2 separate regions of the Ovis aries genome follow, and region 2 is linked to region 1. Evidence: chromatin contacts called from public Hi-C data. All regions are on one chromosome and are shown on one strand. Each heading gives the region's core, a stretch centred on a gene start, on an enhancer-like site or on the middle of the called end of the contact. The rest is flanking DNA. Distances are from core to core; before and after follow the strand shown.

Region 1 (5,718 bases), core at 1,526-4,025:
ACTGGTAGGTGGGGAATATAGTTAATAATCCTGTGTTGTATGTTTGAAAGGTCCCAAGAAAGGAGATCTTGAAAATTCTCATTACAGAAAGAAAAATGGCAACTATGTGTGATGAGGGATGTTAACCAGACTTATTGTGGGGACCGTGTCACAATAATACAAATATCAAATCATTATGTCGTAACCTGAAACTAGTATAGTTATATGTCAATTATATCTCAACAAAAACCATGTAGTTCTATCTTATTGGATTGTAATTATGTCCATGATATGCTGGCATGCTGATATATTAGTCTGTTATTGGGGAACAATTAGGTACAGATTGTGAGATCAGATCTATGTAAATATTCATATATACACAAAAATATTAGTAAACATTTTTAATACTTTCATGTTTTTACAAATGTTTCCAATGGGCAAATAATCAGGAAAAGGAAAAGCTCTTTATATTTTTGAAAATAAAAGAAAACCACACGCCTTTTCCCTTAGCTAGAAAAACAAATCTTTTTCTTTTTTCATAGGCAAATTTGCTCAAGTGTCTGAGAGATAGTTGTTTTTTTTAAAATCTCCTTTTAACCTACTGGAATGTTCAAACTTATTTTGGAGAAAAGTTCACATATATACAAAAATAGAGAGAATAATACCATGGGCCCCGATGAACATCGTTCACAGTCATCTTTTTTCACCCATTCTCTAAAGGGTTCCTCCTCTCTCTATGCTGAATTATTTTGAGGCTAATCTCTGACATCCTAGTATTTCATCCATAAATGCTTCGTTATATCCCATCCAAAATGCAAGGACTCTTTTGGAAACATAACGATACTATTATTATCACATCAAGACACTTAAGGGCAAAGCTACAGTATCATTAAACACTTAGTGATGCATTTCCCTAGGCCCATTTCTTGCAACTGCTTACTCCTGGGTGACCTCTTATATCCTTAACTTCTTCATTTTTAATGTGGAGAAAATATAAGGTCACTGACAGTAGTAAATGAGAGATTATATTGAAGAGGTTAGTGTAGGAGTCTGGCACATTGTAAGCGTCCTGAACTTGTAGCGACAGGTGACTTGCCATGTTCCCCACTTTCTCTTCTAGGCATTTGCCCTTATTTTATGAATTTCCTATTCATATCTTCTGGCCCTTTTTCTAGTGGGCATTAAGAATAGCAATCCTTATCTTTCTTATTCTTGCTCACATTTTTTTCAGTTTATTCTATGCTTTTCTATTTTACTTACAATTATGGGGGAAAATACGTCCTTCCTTTCCTTTATTTGGATCCAATATAATATATATCTATATTTTTTCAGTGTTTTATGTTTTTACATTTTTTTATTTGGTTCATATAAACTTTGAGAGTCACTCACTAAATGAGCCCCATAATCTATTTTCACTAAAAAAGCAAAAATATTGGGTTGGTCAAAAGCTCACTCATGTTTTTCCCTGTAAGATGTTATGTAAAACATCGAACAAATGTCTTGGCCAACCCGTTATAATCACTCTCTGAATTCATGAGCTTATTTTTTATATATGTAAAATCAGGTTTTTCATAAGGTGGAACTACTCTGAACTCAGTTATATACATTAGTCTTGGGTAAACTATATTCACAGTAATACTGATTAGCAGTTGTGTGTAGGACTTCCAGCCCTTTCCACATATTGCACTTAATATTTACTACTCTCTATCAAGAAAGTATTACTGTTACCTGGATTCTAGAGATGGCTCACTGGGCTAATGGAACAGCGAGACTAGCCACCCGGAACCCAGGTTCTCTGCCTCCCAAGCCCCTCTAACACCAGACCAAGGCTCCTTCCTCACTTGCAAAGTGGAAATCCTTAGGGTGCCTCCTCGCAGCGCTGATGATGAGCCATTATGTACAGAGCATGTAGAAAAATGTCTGAAATGTTGTGAGCGCTCCGTAAATGTTACTTATCGCTGTTATCATTAGTGTGGCAACAAAATTAATAACTGTGAAATAACAGTTATAGTAAAAATGACATCACAGTAAAAATAATATGAAGTATCACTGGTGTTGTTCAGTCACTGAGTCGTGTCCGACTCTCTTGTGACCCCGTAGACTGTAGCCCACCAGGCTCCTCTGTCCACGGGATTTCCCAGGCAAGAACACTGGAGTGGGGTGCCATGCCCTCTCCAGGGGATCTCTCTGACCCAGAGATGGAACCTGCGCCTTATGCATTGCCAGCTGAGCTACCAGGGAAGCCCATGAATTACTGCAACAATGTAAGAATGATAAAAGCCAGCGCTCACTGAGGTCTCACTAGGCACCAGTTTTACTGGCTGATTGTCCTGCAATATTGATACTTGGTTTTTTTTTGTTTTTGTTTTTTTTTACAGAGGAAGAAACTAAAGCAGAATACTGCCTTGAGGGACTAAGAAGTCAGATTTAGCAGATGAACTCAGTAGGTGCGGAGTGTGGTTGGAACCCAGGCAGTATGCGGCGGGGCAATCTTTCAGGAATCACCACCTCAGACCCCTGCCTTGTGGGCATGAAAGCGCAGCCTCCTGGTCCCCATCACAACTCGTGGACAGAGGGCTGCAGGCTTGAAAGCCCGAGGGTTAGAAACTCAGTGGCAGGCTTAGAAAATGGCCCTCTCTCAACCTTTCCCACAGCCTAAGAAGGAGGAGACAAAATGGCCTTAAGGTGGAGACCCCGACAGGCTGCGCGGGCACCTGCGAGGGTAAGGATGCTGCGTTCTCAGTCCGGGATGCTGCAGGCTCCCAAACAAGGGGCGCGTTCACTCGGATTCGCCAGCAGAGGGCGCAGTAGCGCCGCGGGGAGATCTTTGATGGCTCCAAGCTGGGGCGTTAACCTCGGTTCCCCCTGTCTCAAGAGAGGAAATGCTTTTCTCTTTCACAAGATCCTTCACCCACGGGGCTACTTTCTTTCCCTCTTGATGTCATCCTGTTACACAGGCAGGAAGTCCTGTTGGCTCAAGACTTGGCTACAGGGAAGACTTCCGCCGCCCTGCGGTCACAGAAGAACAAAGCACTTTGACCCAGAAGTTATGCAACCCAAGAGGAGCCAGACTCACCACTTGATACAGCCTGTTGATGGGGGTGAAAGGGGAGCGTGAAAAGGCTGGCTTAAAACTCAACAGTCAAAAACTGAAGATCATGGCATCCAGTCCCATAACTTCATGGCAAATAGGGGGGAAAGGTGGAAACAGGGACAGATTTTACTTTTTTTAGTCCCCAGAATCTCTGCGGACAATGGTTGAAAAGTGAAAGTGTTAGCTGCTCAGTCAGGTCTGACTCTTTGTGGCCCCATGAACGGTAGCCTTGCCAGGCTCCTCTGTCCATAGGCTTCCCCAGGCAAGAATACTGCAGTGGGTTGCCATGCCCTGACCCAGGGAACAAACTCGCACCTCCTGCATTGGCAGGCAAATTCTTCACTGTCTGAGCCACCAGAAAAGCCTTGTGGATGGTGACTGCAGCCATGAAATTAAACGTCACTCGCTCCTTGGAAGAAAAGCTATAGTAAACCTTGACAATGTATTAGAAAGCAGAGGTGTGACTTTGCCAACAAAGGTCCGTATAGTCAAAGCTGTGGTGTTTCCAGTAGTCATGTATGGATGTGAGTTAGATTATAAGGAAGGCTGAGCACCGAAGAATTGATGCTTTAGAACTGCGATACTGGAGAAGACTCTTGAGAGTCCCTTGGACAGCAAGATCAAATCAGTCAATCCTAAAGGAAACCAACCCTGAATATTCATTGGAAGGACTGATGCTGAAGCTTCAGTACTTTGGCCACCTGATACAAAGAGCTAACTCACTGGAAAAGACCCTGATGCTGGGAAAGATTGAGGGCAGGTAGGGGATGAGAGAGGATGAGATGGTTGGATGGTATCACTGAATCAATGGTCATGAGATTGAGCAAGCTCTGGGAGATAGTGACGGACAGGGAAGCCTGGTGTGCTGCAGTCCGTGAGGTCACAGAGTCAGGCACAACTGAGTGACTGAACAACACAGTATTTCATTGTGGACAGAGGAGGTCAGGGGTACACAGTCTTCAGGCACAGGCTTTGAGTCCACTGGGACCGCTGGCTCTCACCCCATCCAGCTCTCCTCTGTGGCAGAGCTCAGGTGGGTCTAAGAATGCCACCCCAGCACCTCCTGCATCAGGAAACTGGAGGCAGGCAGGGAAGAGGAGACAGAGCAAACCACAGCAGGAGACGCCCCTTGAAACATTTTAGTGCCACCGTTTCAGCTGACGCGAGTGCAGCCCTGTTCCCCACGGCCCCATTCTGCACCTGCATTCAGAAAAGATGCGCTTTCTGCTCTTCCCAGGGGCTGGGAGGTGGGGGCTGGGCAGCCTCCTGGTAAAGACAAGAAAACCACCTGAGGGCCAGTCCTCTGATGAGTCTCCCTGTGGATTCCATTCTCCTGCTCACCCTTCTCCTTCAGTAAAGTCCTGAGGTCCTTGCAGACCAACATCTGCTGTGCTCCTCGGAACAGTCAGATCAGAGTGTCAGAGGTGGGGCATGGCAGTTGTTGTTAATAAGACAGCCTCTGATCAAGACAGCTTAAAATGCAAACCTTCCCAAAGCAGTCGAGAAAGGTGGGAAAACTAAACAACCATGTGCCATATTAAAGCAGCTTGTTTATATCCTGCCAGAGAAGCAAAAAGCTAATTTTTGTGTTTTGTCAGACTGTTCCTGAAAGGCGTGGTGTGGGTCTGACTGCTCGATGCCCAAAAGCCAATAAACAGGCCAAGTTGGTGGAAAGGAAAGTTTGCTTTATTTCAGATGCCAGCAACTTGGGGCTAAGGGCAGACATCTGTCTGAAAGCCAACTCCCCCCGCAGAACTTTTATAGGCTGGGGTTGGGGATACATGCAGAACAGCAGAGTCAGCTTGACACTCATCTTCAGATTGTCACTGGTGGCCTCACCAGTGTCTTCTTGACTGTTTTAGGTGAAGTTAATCTTCAGTTCCAGGGTCCATTTGTTCCCATTTCTCTGAGGCCAGTTCTTGGATTTGTGGCAGCTTATGTCCTCTGTACAATCTTTTCTTCATGTAGTTAACTTCTCCCATCTGGTGTTTTAGTATCTATAAGACAGCTCACAGGATACAGCCGAGAATATTATCCATAGCCCTTGACAAGAAACTAAAGGTCCTTGACTGTGCTTAATGACTGCCTCATTATTCACTCTCCTCTGACTGTTTCCCTTTGTTTCTGCGTTTCTCATTTCTCTGATTAAACTTATTCTTTGACTAAAGTTTTCCAAGGACAGAGGGGAGGCAGAGGACCTGCTGGGGGAAGGACCATAAGGTCCTGCTCTGTTTCAAGAGTTTGAGTCAATGGTAGACCACAACCAACAGATTATTTACGGAAAAGCAGACACATTCCTGAAAAATCTACCTAAACAGATTGGCAAATGTGCAGGTTTCGGAATCTGTGTTTCCCTTTACAACTCACAGGCATGAACTGCACTGGCTTTCTCAATTTTGTGGATTTGATTTTTAAAATTAAGAAGAATAAAAGAGCCTCTGGGGAGAGGTGACTCACGAGGGCAAGAGCCAGGGCTCACAGTCTGCTTCCGCCTTCCTCTAGGAGGAAGAAGAGGAGGGTGAGGTTTCAGTTTGACTGTAACAAACACCAGCATCCCTTAGAAGCTGCCTGGGCTTGGCAGGGGAAGAGGGACAGAGACACAGAGTTTCCATCCTCCGTCACTCAAGGGCCCCAGGAGAATTCTG
Region 2 (4,990 bases), core at 189-2,688, 180 kb after region 1:
TGTGGGAGACAGTCTGACAGTTCCTTATAAAACTAAACAAACTCTTACTGTAGGATCCTACAGTCACTCTCCTTGATGTTTATCCAAAGGGGCTGAAAACTTACATCCACACAAACACCTGCACGTGGACGCTTAATAGATGCTTTATTAATAATTGTCAAAACTTGCTAGCAGCCCAGATACCATTCAGGGCGTGAATGGATAATTTAAGTGTGGTCCATTTAGATGATGGAATGTTATTCAGTGCTGAAGAGAAATGAGCTCTCAAGCTATGAAGAGACATGAAGAAATCTTCAGTGCAAAATCCTAAGTGAAAGAAGTCAGTCTGAAAAGACTACATAACATTTACATTCTGAAGAGGCAAAAGAGTGAAAACAGTGTTGGTCACTCCGTCGTGTCCGACTTTTTGCAACCCGTGAGCTTTGACTCATCAGTCTCTTCTCTCCTTGAAAGTCACCAGACAGGAAAACTGGAGAGGGTTGCCACGGCCTTCTCCAGGAGAGCTGCCCAACTCACGAATCAAACCTGGGGCTCCTGCATTGCAGGCAGGTTTTTCACCTTCTGAGCAACCATGGAAGCCCAAAACTATGGAGGCAGTAAAAACTTAAGTGGTTGCCAGGGGCTGGAAGGAGAGATGAACAGGTGAAGCACAGTGAAATACCCTGTGTGACACTGTAATGATGGGTACATGTCATCCTACATTTGCCTAAACACACAGAATATACAACACCTAGAGTGAGTCTTAAGGCAGACTGTGGACTTCCGGTGATGACGGTGTGTTAGCGTAGGTTCATCAGTTGTAAGGAATGAACCACCCTGGGAAGGGAGGGAGCAGGTTATACACACGTGGGGGCAAGGGTTATATGGGAAATCTCTTTACCTGCCCCTCAATTTTGCTGTGAACTTACAAGTGCTTTCAAAAAATAGTCTAGGGATTTCCCTGGCAGTCTAGTGGTTAAGACTTCACCTTCCAATGCAGGGTGTATGGGTTTGATCCCTGGCCAGGGAGTTAAGATCCCATATGCCTTGTGGCCAAAAACCCAAAAGGTAAAATAGAAGCAACATTTTTAACAAATTCAATGAAGACTTAAAACATGGCCCACATCCAAAAAAAAAAAAAAAAGAAAGAAAGAAAGAAATCTTTAAAAATATAAAGTCTAAAAATCCTCAGTTATATAAGGTATGAAAAATTTAAAAACAACAAAAACACCCACCAGCTTGCTAGCATACCTATTTTGGTAGGCACATGAGGAAATACTCTCTCAAACATTCCTGGCAGGGCTGTTAATTGTTACAACCTGTTGTAACAGGTGGGAAATCTTGACATATACATCAAATCACAAACACACTCAGCCTTTGACCTGGCAGTTCCACTTCTAGGAATGCAGCCAACAAATACTCTTGCTAGCACTTCTGCAAAATGACAGAGGCATGGCTATTTGCTACTCATTGCAACATCAGTTGTAACAGCAAAAGACTGCAAACAACTTGAGTCAGCAAAAGGTTAAAAGGAAGCTTTTTCTGATGCAGATATAGACCCAAGCACAGAAGAGCGTGGGCTCCCTGGTGGCTCAGTGGAAAGGAATCTGCCTGCCAATGCAAGAGACCTGGGTCAGGATGATCCCCTGGAGGAGGGCATGGCAACCCATTCTGGTATTCTTTCCTGGAGAAGCTCATAGACAAATGAGCCTGGTGGGCTATAGTCCATAGCATCGAAAAGAGTCAGACATGACTGAAGCAACTTAGCGTGCACCAACGCACAGAAGAGTGTATGTCCTTAGTGTGTGATGGTTAGCTTTCTGTGTCAACTGAAACCTCCAAATAGCTGGTGTGTCTGTGAGGGTGTTTCTGAAAGAGATTACCACCTGAATTGGTGAGCGGAGTACAGCAAATAGCCCCCGTTCCAGAGTGGGTGGGCTTCCTCCAATCCCTTGGGGACCTAAATAGAGCAAAAAGGCACAGGAAGACTGATTTAACTTCGCCTGAAAACTTGATCAAGGACGTCCATCTTCTGCACTTGGCAATTCTGATTCTCAAGCCTTTGGACTGGACGGGAGTCTACACCATTGCTCTCTGGCCTTCTAACTATACCATCTGCTTTCCTGGGTCTCCTCAAGCCTCCATAATAGCATGAGCCAATCCATACCTTATTATAAGAATCTTCCTGGCTGGGGGAAAGGGATAGTTAGGGAGCATGAGATGGATGTGTACACACTGCTCTGTTTAAAATGGATAACCAACAAGGACCTACTGTGTAGCACAGGGAACTTTGCTCAGTGTTACCTGGCAGCCTGGATGGGAGGGAAGTTTGCGGGAGAATGGATACATATATATGTATGGCTGAGTCCCTTGGCTGTTCACTTGAAACTATCACAAAATAGTTAGCCAGCTATTAGTTGTTAAGTCGTGTCCGACTCTTTTGCGACTCCATGGACTGTATGCCACCAAGCTCCATGGGTTTTCATAGGCGAAGATACTGGAGTGGGTTGCCATTTCCTTCTCCAGGGGATCTTCCCAACCCAGAGAAGGAACCCACATCTCCTGCATTGTCAGGAGGATTCCTTACCACTGAGCCACTGGAGAAGCCCATTAATCACTTATATTCAAATACAAAATAAAAAGTTAAAAAAGGAAAAAACTCTTCATAGATAGATATAGACAGACACGTATATAACAGGAGACTGAAACAGCTATATCAATATCTACATATTAATACATCTACGTACATATCAATCCCCCACTGGCTCTCCAAAGAGAGAACTCTGACAGATACAGCAAGAAAGAGGTGGAAGAGACTAGTAGCAGTCACCTATTGATGAGAAAGAGGGAAAGACTTGGTTGAATAACCTTTTTAAAGCCTTTTAAATTGTGTGCTATTTGTTCAAAAGCACATGAACCACGTGTTTTCATTCATCATCCCTTGAGTCCAGCAGCCCGTGAACTCTAGAGTGAGGCTGTGTCATGAACCCCAGGCGTGCGCTAACTGCTGATGTGACTTCAGGCAAATCACATCTCTGCACTTCCATTTCTTAATCTGCAAAGTAAGATGATAATAAAGACTCCCTCATACAGAAGGCACTCAGAACCGGGGGTCCCACATTAAGGAAGTGCTCTACTGGTTATTTGCCATCATTATTACTTATCCACTATGAGTGTCAAACCATTGCTGAGCATGTACTTGACCCTGATTTGAACAGCCGACCACTGAGGTCAGAGTGAAATCCTGTACCCCTTGTAAAGCCTTCCATACTTGTGGCAAGTCCATGGGACTTGCACTCACTAAAGGCACCATCTCCATTTTCCTGGATCTACCCCTGGTTGGAATTCATCCGCTTCACACCCATTCAGAGCTTTAAAGTTGTACTCAGTAGAACAGAAACCAACCCACATTTAACAAAGAAAACAGTCAGTGCACCCCAGGAAAAAAGCTCCACTTTTGAAAATGCTCCATAATTCCTCTTGAGGGGATATTCATTTCCCTGGGAAGTTGGGTTAAAATGTTCCTAGCTTGCTTTCGCTGACTCATTCAAAAAATGTTTATGCCCCCCCCTCAAAGGGTGTCAGACCCTAAACCAGGTCCTGGAAAGAGAGGAACACATAAAACCAGGCTCTGCCTTTGAAAAGTTCTGACTGGGGATCAGAGCAGAGCAAGTGGATGGTGACCATGGGATACGAGAAAACTAGCATGTGACCCCATACGCAGATAAGCAAGCAATAAGACAAATCCATCTTCAAACTATGTCCCTGTGCCGCTGAATCTAAGAACAAAGAAATATGTTGAAATACATACATGTTTTCAAGTTTAGAACTATTTCGACAACACCAAAATTTCAGCACGCAGCTCTCTGAAAACTAGACACTTCATAAGGCGAGGCTATATATGAACTTCATATTATAACAACGGTGATAGTACCATTTGGTATTTTTACTTTTTTTCTTTTTAAAGAACATTCCTCTAGCCTTTCCCTTTATGTCCCCAGTTCAATCACGTGGTGGGGTGGACAGCCAGTCCTTATCTCTAAATTTAATAGAGAAAAAGGAGATAAAAAGACTGAGTTTGCTCTGGGTTGTTCAAATGGTAGAAAGTCAGCAAAAGCATTCAACTCCCCACACACTCAGTGAGCTTGCTGAGAGACATCAAATGAGGTCAAAGACCACAGAAATTAGGTTGGCAAAAGTTACTCTGAGAAAGGATTGGTTTGATGATGACTAACCAAAAGAAGACAAGAAGCTGAACCCAAAGGGGCAGAATAGGAAGCCAGAGGTTTCATAAAAAAAGTGTTCTTAAAGCAAATTAAGACAACAGAAGACTCCTTTCCAGTTATCAGATTAGAACACTTAAAAAAAAAAAAGGTAAAAAACCCAATGCTGGTGAAAGTGTGAGAAAAAGGTGAAAAAGGTGTTCATCCAGTGCTGGAGGGGGTGCACATGACTAGCACTTTCCTAGATTAATTGAGTAACAGAATCAAGAACTTTAAATACGCTGATGTCCTTGACCTCTGGCAATTATTCCAAGCAAAGACTAAGGAAGAGATGCGTAGGATCCCCTGCTGCTGAGTCACTTCAGTCGTGTCCGACTCTGTGCGACCCCATAGACGGCAGCCCACCAGGCTCCCCAGTTCCTGGGATTCTCCAGGCAAGAACACTGGAGTGGGTTGCCATTTCCTTCTCCAATGAATGAAAGTGAAAAGTGAAAGTGAAGTCACTCAGTCGTGTCCGACCCTGAGCGACCCCATGGACTGCAGCCTACCAGGCTCCTCCGTCTAGGGGATTTTCCAGGCAAGAGTACTGGAGTGGGATGCCGTTGCCTTCTCCTACAAGCATGTTAGTATGGGGGATATTAATAATAGAAAAGAAAAAAATCAAATATACCAACATGATTTAATAACTCATCTATGTCATATGATTAAAAAGCTTTTGTAGGAAGAAGTTCCTTAGCAGGACAAGACCCTCACAACTTACTGCTGAGAGGCAAAAGCAGGTGATAAAA

What was found. Hi-C and Micro-C count contacts between places; a contact is called where the count stands out from the background.
Region 2: a Hi-C map of skin fibroblasts shows a contact between it and region 1, with 5 times the contacts expected there. The contact joins two enhancer-like sites. A contact is called at or near these places in 2 of 16 Hi-C or Micro-C datasets (skin fibroblasts and tail adipose tissue).

What each region holds. Positions count from the first base shown.
Region 1 is chr3:99,445,901-99,451,618 of ARS-UI_Ramb_v3.0, forward strand. No RefSeq gene overlaps it. Among named protein-coding and RNA genes, the nearest start is that of IL1RL2, 33 kb to the right of the region's middle. Within about 2 kb of position 2,776, at least 18 of the 54 cell types and tissues checked have an H3K27ac peak or open chromatin away from gene starts, as enhancers often do.
Region 2 is chr3:99,627,158-99,632,147 of ARS-UI_Ramb_v3.0, forward strand. The region is part of intron 1 of IL1R1 (interleukin 1 receptor type 1); the gene reads right to left. Among named protein-coding and RNA genes, the nearest start is that of IL1R1, 12 kb to the right of the region's middle. Within about 2 kb of position 1,439, at least 12 of the 54 cell types and tissues checked have an H3K27ac peak or open chromatin away from gene starts, as enhancers often do.